3 separate regions of the Sus scrofa genome follow, and regions 1 and 2 are each linked to region 3. Evidence: chromatin contacts called from public HiChIP or PLAC-seq data. All regions are on one chromosome and are shown on one strand. The core of a region is the stretch at or near the end of the contact, and the rest is flanking DNA. Distances in the headings are between cores, read along the strand shown.

What was found. HiChIP or PLAC-seq counts read pairs in DNA pulled down with a chosen protein or histone mark.
Region 1: a contact with region 3 is called in an H3K27ac HiChIP or PLAC-seq map of alveolar macrophages. The contact joins two enhancer-like sites. A contact is called at or near these places in 1 of 47 Hi-C or Micro-C datasets (epiblast stem cells) and 1 of 2 datasets of contacts at active chromatin or transcription factors (alveolar macrophages).
Region 2: a contact with region 3 is called in an H3K27ac HiChIP or PLAC-seq map of alveolar macrophages. The contact joins two enhancer-like sites. A contact is called at or near these places in 1 of 5 promoter capture datasets (liver), 20 of 47 Hi-C or Micro-C datasets (adipose tissue, alveolar macrophages, blood and 12 more) and 2 of 2 datasets of contacts at active chromatin or transcription factors (alveolar macrophages and skeletal muscle).

The regions. Positions count from the first base shown.
Region 1 is chr14:54,870,192-54,872,942 of Sscrofa11.1, forward strand. It overlaps HEATR1 (HEAT repeat-containing protein 1), which reads left to right. Exons shown (of 46, transcript XM_021073757.1): 46 at 1-682. It overlaps LGALS8 (galectin 8), which reads right to left. Exons shown (of 9, transcript NM_001142827.1): 9 at 1,493-1,643. The coding sequence ends at 1,494. Among named protein-coding and RNA genes, the nearest start is that of LGALS8, 18 kb to the right of the region's middle. Within about 2 kb of position 1,355, at least 5 of the 83 cell types and tissues checked have an H3K27ac peak or open chromatin away from gene starts, as enhancers often do. A contact at or near this core is called in alveolar macrophages, where this site is marked.
Region 2 is chr14:54,926,118-54,928,817 of Sscrofa11.1, forward strand. EDARADD (EDAR associated death domain) reads right to left here. Exons shown (of 6, transcript NM_001243663.1): 6 at 1-1,556. The coding sequence ends at 1,174. Among named protein-coding and RNA genes, the nearest start is that of LGALS8, 38 kb to the left of the region's middle. Within about 2 kb of position 1,319, at least 1 of the 83 cell types and tissues checked has an H3K27ac peak or open chromatin away from gene starts, as enhancers often do. A contact at or near this core is called in alveolar macrophages, where this site is marked.
Region 3 is chr14:55,193,377-55,196,076 of Sscrofa11.1, forward strand. No RefSeq gene overlaps it. Among named protein-coding and RNA genes, the nearest start is that of GPR137B, 13 kb to the left of the region's middle. Within about 2 kb of position 1,340, at least 7 of the 83 cell types and tissues checked have an H3K27ac peak or open chromatin away from gene starts, as enhancers often do. A contact at or near this core is called in alveolar macrophages, where this site is marked.

The sequences.
Region 1 (2,751 bases), core at 105-2,604, 320 kb before region 3:
ATTCTAGACCCTTCTTGCCTTTTACAACCCTCCCAACATCCCCTCCTCTACCAATGGGGATGGTGGTTTGAGTTTTGTTTTGTTTTTTGTTTTTTTAGTTTGGCAAGACTCAGCATAATAAATTAACATGAAAAGAATTGTTTTCTACACTGAGTACTGTTTAAAAGTAAGATTGGTAACAATATTTTTTGCAATATGGGGATACAAATAAACCTAGCCCAAAACTTAGGAAAATATTCCCAAATCCTGGCAGAATTCAGCCTAGCACACTTTAATACGATAAAATGATCTGACTGAGCTTCTGCAATTTCCTGTAACAAGATCTGACCTGTAAGAATTCTACAAAGAACTTCTGCCAACTCACTTCAAAGAATAATAGAAAAAAATCACAGAAATGCGACAACTTAACTTGCTGATACAGGTTTGATTTTAATCACTTAAAACAGTGTTTTGATCTCAGTCCCTGAGGACGATGGACTCGTCTTTAGAAGAGCAGAGGCAGTGCTGGGTCGCATGCAGTCGACAGCAGCAGGCGTTTACGCTGCTTCTGCTTTGCTGGTCTCAGCTGGTATATTTTACCTTCTGATAGGGCCCGTTTTATAAAGTCATTAAATCTAATCTTGACATTGCTGTGTTACCCGCAAACATTCTACAAATTAAATTCATCCTGCATCTACCGTACTTTTTGTAGCGTATGTGCCGAACTTTGATTCAACCAACATTCTAAAGCAACCATTTACTGGTACAGAAACCAGTGGCCTCGAGATTGACATCAACACCACTGTGGTTCATCTCCACACAATTTGGTTTGGTTTTGCTTTGTTTTTTTGCCTTAATTTTTGTTAATTACTTGGTAATACTTACAGCTAGTAGAGCTAGATATTTATTATGCTAATGAAAATCGCCAGATTTAAGTCACTGTCAATCCTTTGAGTTACGGGATCTCCTGGAACCCTGGGTTGAGAGCCAGCACTGGAAGAGAAGTAGTGTCACCTATAAATTAGTGTCCTTTGAAGTCCCTGGTGAGATGGTGTAGTACCTGAAATAAAATGGTGGAGCAGTGGCAAAGCACAGAAGGTTCTGAGCTCAACGGAACAAAACAGAGAGGTTTCATGCACCGCTGTCTGTCCCCAGCTGGTGAAAGATTAGTGCTCAATGCAGGGCGGCTGCTGTGTCACAGGAGGCACTTAGTAAATACTTGAATGTGAAGTGGGTTTAAAGAGAGGCCAGGGTGGCGGGGGGGGGGGGGGGGGGAAGAGCAGAAAGGCCTGTTATAATAATGACTGTAAGCTGTTGCTTCCCATTTCCTCATTCTGCACTAGACAGAGCCACACTGCATGGTGAGGACTGAGGATACCGGGAGGACTCGGTTATGATTTTGCAAGCTTGTTCTAACAATATACAGAAGCCGTGTGGTGGTAGTGAGATGCACTGTAACAAGGCCAGTGTTACGAAGTCATTCTGTATTTCAGTTTTAGCAGCAGTCGTGCCAGCTACCAGTTTCTTACTTCCAGTAAGTGGATGTCGCCATCGATCTCCAGCGTGTCAATATTACTGAGCTCTCTGAATCTGTGTTTGTACTCCAGGCTATGTACACCATTTATTGCAACCTTGAACTCTCTAACATCACAATAAATTATCATCTGCAAGGAAGCATAATACACACATTAGTGTTTGCCCTGGGTTTCAAGGTTTTTGTTTCCTGCACACAAATAGAGGGGTAAGACCATTTGCTTGACTCACAGCCTAATCCTGCAAACTTCCCTGCCGAGAGCTCTCAGACCCTAACCTGACCCAAAGTGTATCTGGTTAATTGCTGCCTTGTCCCACTCAGGGAAGTGACTCTTACAGGCATGGAACCTCACACTGTCCCCAGGGCCTGCTGACCTTTCTGCACCCTCTCCTGCCCCCTGCTCCTGGGAAAGTAGAGAGTTGCCCCCCTCAGCGACATTTGGGAACTCCATAGATGAGAAAGTGGCCAGCATCGTGATTCTCATTCACAGGGGAGCTCGTTCCCACTGAAAGGCTGAGAACCAGGGGACCTGGGTCCAGACTTTGTGGCCTCAAACTCTAGGGCCTCGGGCGCTCAGACAATACGAAGCTTCCAAACTTGCAGGCATCTGCCAGGGACTGTACCACGGCCTCCCACCCGGCTCAGCACATCTTGTCTCTTTCTCAAAAGCTCTTCAAAGCCCAGCGCTGTAAAAATCCATGGGCAGCTAGCCTGCTAGCCTGCTGGCCGAGGTTCATCACTGATGTCAGTTCACAGAAGAAACCGCTTCCTCTTCCATCACTCGTACACCTAAACCTCAAACTTCCAGTCTGGCCACCAAGGTGCCACCTGTTTCCACCCTCAGTGGAAAGGCCAGTGGGTGGGCATGACTGCTCCCCACCTCCACTGTGGCTTCCACGGAGTGGGGTCGGGGGAGCACTGCCTCCTCCAACCTGGCCCCCTCCCCAGAGGCCAGGCTGAGGCACAAAATCTGAATCTGTGAAGTAGCAAAGCAAGTGTCTCTTCTCTTTTGACAGGACTGGTGGGGCTGGCCGCTGGGGAGGGCTCAGGAAGAGGAGGACATTCCATGGATAACAGTGACAGCTGACACAAGTTAAAGGCTCTAGGGCTACATGGAGAACTGGGAGAGAATCCATCACAGGGTGATAGGCCCACCACAGCGGTGGGAATCATCCCAGCTTCAGCCAGCTGGGAGGGACCTTTGGTGATGGACACTGGACACAGCCTCATGCTCTGAA
Region 2 (2,700 bases), core at 69-2,568, 270 kb before region 3:
TGGACAGAGTGCCTTAATTTTTTACACCCAAAGCCAAAACCAAACGGCACCTTTACAAAATTCTGAAGTAAACCAAGGCTTCTCTCTTTTTGACCCCCAAAACAACCCATCTCCCCTACAGCAAACTCTCCCATCTCCCACGCTCTCCACAGTCAACCATCAAATAAGAACACTGGTTGTTCTTTGGACCCAATTTCTCATTCAGTTTAAAATCCAAATTTTGATTTTTAATGCATAGCTTTCCTCCTAGCATCACCGTTAAAAGATTTCTGAGTCTTGGGTAAAGGGCTGTGTAGTGTTACAGGGTTCTGTTTTAAGCTGGGGTAGTGGGTACCAGAGGGAGTTACAGTTCACCCACTGGCCAGGTAATTTCTATTTCTTTCTGAACCGAGCTTCCTCTTGGGATGAAACATTTGGCCTGATATAAAAAGATGTAAAAGTGCACATTAATTTTTTAAAAGCAGTGGGTACCAAAAGAGCCTCCTGTGTCCTCCATCACCTCCCCCCACCGTGGTCCCCACGACCCTGCGAAATCCCTGACTCTCCTCCCAACATCCATCCGTTTTCATATTTCTTTCCAAAACACTCAAGCAGACATCTCTGCCGGTGCACAGCTTACACAAGGGTTTGCATAAGGAGGACGGCACACGTGTTCTGGAGGGTATTGCCACACAATGCCAACAGCTTGTGAATCCACCTAGTCCTTTACAGCCAAAAAAGTAACAGACAAAAGGGTAACTTCTTTCTGTTGCTTTCTTCTAAGCCAGTGGGAGGGCCATGGATCATAAAGGATCTTGTGGATGGTGACTGGTTGAGGCCATCCACAATCTTAGCTCCGACGGCAACCTTCAGGATTTAAGGGAGAGGAAACTTTTATTTTCACCCCGGCATGAATCCAAGTGACGGTAGCTTTGGCCCCGGTCCCTATAAGGAGCCTACCGCACCCTGTCCCCAGTTTCAGATTCAAATATTAAATTAAAACATGTGCAACACTAAAGGAAAATCCGCCACCCAGAACACACCCCATCCCTCCACAAAAGCACCAGGTGTGGGGAAAACCAAGGTCCACTGTTCCACATGCTCACCCTAAACTTAAAAAAGAACAGATTCAAGTCACTCCTTAACCTGGGCTTGTTTCAAAGTCCGGGGAGGCCAACAAGAAGGAGCCGGGGTCTAGACGTTCCGGGGGTGGTCTTCACGGCTCCTCTTGGGCCACTCCTCGTCCACCCACCTGCGCAGGACCTTCTCCACGTCGGCCCTGTGGTAGAGCCTGCAGAGCTCCATGAGCTGGCCCACCGTCCTCTGGCTGTTCCGGAGCAGGAACTCCAGGGTGGGGCTCTGCGGCCGCTGCTCCAGGAAGCACAGTTCATCGTAGGGCATGCCCCACTTGCTTGCAAAATTCCTCCAGTTTTTGACCGTCGGGTGACAGGGATCCAGCTTTATCCTGATCACGTCTAGTAAGTCCTGGTCGTTGAGCAAGTCGCTGATGGTAGGGGCCCGGAGCGAGCAGGAGGAACAGGTACACTTCTTGGCGCAGGGCTCGACCTTGCTTAGATCTGCAGGAACAAAGGACACAGCCCACTGTGTCAGCAACAGGCCCAAGACGTGTGTGTGTGTGTGTGTGTGTGTGTGTGTGTGTGTTCATCTCTTCCATCCTTTACTTTCCCGCTGAAGGGTAAGCAGCGTCAGTGTCGGTGGGTATCTCACAGAGGACTACACGCAATATTCATTTCTACATACGCACCAATAACATGCTGTTCTTGTCCTGTTTTGTTTTGTTTTACAACCACACTGCGGCATATGGAGGTTCCCAGGCTAGGGGTCAAATTGGAGCTGTAGCCACCGACCTACATCACCTACATCACAGCCACAGCGCCAGATCCCAGCTACATCTGCAACCTACACTGCAGCTCACGGCAACGTCAGATCCTTAACCGATTGGGCGGGGCCAGGGACCAAACTGGCGATCTCATGGATACTAGTTGGGTTTGCTACTGCTGAGCCACAATGTCCTGTGTTCTTGATGGCCAAGGGCAGTTGCTTTGCTGAAAGCTGTGGCCAGATTTTACAAAGCCAGTTTTCCTTCCTTTCTGAGACTCTATGTCCTGTGCTGTGGGGATGTGAGACTGTGAAACTGCTGCCAGAACGAGGGCTCCGGGGGCAGATGGCCAGGCAGCAGGGAGGGTGTCAGACACCGCCGTCCCATGAGAAAGCCGTGCATCCTTACCCGCACCTCAACCTTTACCCCTTCCAAGTCACAAGTCAGCCCTGACAGCTTTTTAATGCCAAGCGCAGCCTGTTAGGGTGTAAAGGATTTGCACAAGTCTTTGAAGGGTCTCTTAAAAAAAAAATACACACCCTAAAAACTGGAATATCCACTCTACTCCATATGTGTATTTGAAAATGAGTGATAACTGATAATGCCAGAACACTTACTTTTTAAATTTAGGGCCATCTTATCATCACTTTGCCTTTATCTGTGTTTTCCTCACCTAGTGGGGCTGCCTTTGAAGTGGAGCCAGCGCCCTGAGGTGTGTGAGCTGGGCTGGGCCAGCAGGTGGCTTGGGCTCAGCCTTGCCTAGAAGAGCAGCTCCAGCGTGGAAGGAGGGCTCCCTTCCCCATCAGCCATCTTGGGCCTCGATGTAGTACTTGGAGGCATGTTAGCAGGAGGATGAAGTTGGTAGGTAAGCGGTGAGTAGG
Region 3 (2,700 bases), core at 90-2,589:
CCATCACTGGCCTCCCTCAGTGGCTTAAGGATCCAGCGTTGCTGTGGCTCTGGTGTAGGCCATTGGCTACAGCTCTGATTAGGCCCCTAACCTGGGAACCTCCACATCCTGCAGCCCTAAAAAGACAATGAATAAATAAATAAACAAACAAACTGGATTATCTCCCAAAGGCCCCACCACCAAGTACTAGCACACACACTGAGGGGTAGGACCTCCACTTTGAATTTGGGGGGACACTATTCAGTTCATTGTAGCACCAATAAAAGGAAGGAAGGGGAAAGCCCAGGAAAGGGGCTCAGGTGAGCTGGGGAGAAGGAAAGTCATAGGTGCTGAGATGCAGCTTGAGGGAGCCTGTGGGTAGGTGAACATCTATTCCCCTTTGCCCACAACAAGAGCACAAAGCCACACCGTGGCCACAGCAGCCTTGGCCTGACCAACAAGTGCTGACTCAGCAAGTCTGGGCCTCAGGAGCACTGCCAGCCTTCTGCTTTGCAAGCTCGACAATCAAGCTGTGATGCCCATGGCAGGGCAGTCAGAGCCCCCCAACCCGCTCAGGGCATGCAGCCTGAACCCTCTCCCAGCAGCGAGCTGGAGACATGGGGCCCCAGAGCAGGAGGCAGGTCACTGCATGCCCGGTGCTCAGCTGCTGGGGCAAGGGATGGGTCGGTCTGGGCTCCATCTGGGGTGGATAAGGGCTGTGCCTCATTGATTTAGTTTTTTGGGGTTTTTTTGTTTGTTTTTGCCTTTTTAGGGCTGCACCTGTGGCATATGGAAGTTCCCAGGCTAAGGGTCAAATCAGAGCTGCAGCTGCCAGCCTACACTACATTCATAGCAATGCCAGATCCGAGCCACATCTGAGACTTACACCGCAGCTCACAGCAACAGCAGATCCTTAACCCACTAAGATCAGGGGTCAAACCTGAGTCCTCATGGATGCTATTCGGGTTTGTTTCTACTGAGCCACAATGGGAACTCCTGTGTCTCACTGATTTAGATATAGCCTTGCGGATAGGGATGGCTCTTCCTGTCCACACTAAGTGATCACCCTCCTAGGGCTAGTGTGAACCCAAAATAAAATAATGCACAGGAGCTCTTAGCCCTGGATCTGGAAGAGCCCAGCCATTGGGAGTGGCAATAGGCGCCCATGCTGACGATTCCCCAATGGGTATAGTGGCCTGGGAGCTGTCTTCATATCAGTGGTGAAGGGGTTGTGCTAGCCTGTCCATCTCCTCTTATCTGGTTCCCTGTTACAACAAACGTGACTCAGCTGCAGGTGGCCCTGACATGAGCAGACACTTGGGAGCTGTGTCATTCCCCAGCTCCGGGACTGAGGGTCACGAGGTTAAAACGGAAGGAGAAGTGAATGTATCGACTTAGGGAGGCTCAAGAGACCAGCAGAAACTAGGAGTGTGAACAGCAGGAGAAAAGCTTGGCCAACAGCTAAATGGAGAGCACAGCTATTACAGGGTGTGTTGGCCATGAGCACAGACAGCAGGCAGGTTAAGGATCATCCCCAGGAGGTCAGAACATGAGGCGGTGGGGGTGGGGAGGGCCAAGGATGGAAATAGACTGAAGGAAAACCAGACAAGCAAACCAACAACCACAATCATTTTAAAGATGTTTGAATAAAACACTTTCATGCCTAGTATTTCATTCATTCCTAAGCCCATCCCCCATTAACAGATAACATTGTTCTAATGAGTGATGCAAGGTTCAGAGAGGCTAGGGGCCTTCCCTAAAGGTGCACAGCACACCTAGGGCAGAGCCAGCCGGGGAAGTCCCATATTTAGCCCTGAGCCACACGCATTGCTGCCCAGAGATCACGGGGATGACCCACCCCCACTGGCTCAGGGTGAGACCACGACAGCCCATTCCATGGGCTCTGTGGCCCCAGCGGTGGCCTTTGGAGCTGGTGGCTTTATGACCCATCACGTCCGCCTGTCCTTTGATGTGCAGCCAGGCACTGCCCTCTGGTCAGCTCAGTGAGGGTGGCAAGCCCAGGGCACCAGCTCTGTTCCACTTCGATAAAGCTGCTTCAGTGACCGCCCTGCAGAGGGGTTTAACCACAGTGCTGTTCTGGATTCGGTCTGGGTCGGGATCCCACGTGATGCTGCAATAGAGGCTGTGAGGATATCTCGATGCTGCCACCTGTGAACATGACCGAACTCAACTCAGGGAGTGAGGGACAGACCACGGATGTCCCCAGAGATGCTGATGCAACATGACAGAGACCTGGGTCTCGAGGAGCCCCAGACATGGGGACATCTGACAGGGGGAGCCCAGGCAGAGGGAGGCGCAACCTCTGGTAGAGAATCTGAGCTGTGTCACTGGCGGGGAGGCTTGGGGACAGTGGTGGCTCTGGTGGGAGACTGTCTGGGGCCCCCAGGGGTGAGAGAGGTCCTGGGCCTCTGGAACACACCCCAAACCATGGGGGCCGCAGGGAGAGAGAGCCAGCAGCCATGGACCAGGTACCACTGAGTGAAGATCTTACTCTTTAGAGACTATTTGTCAGGATCCTCTGAGCTGCAAATGTTGGAACCATCTCCATTACCTTAAGCACAACAAGGTGAGCGGAGGAGTCGTCCAAGCCCTGGGCTGGCAGAGGTGGGGCCGGCACAGAGGGACGGGGCGGGGCGGGGGGTGGGGGGAAGGTGAGACTCCAGACAGGCATCTTCTCCATCTCCTCAGGGTCAGCCTCTC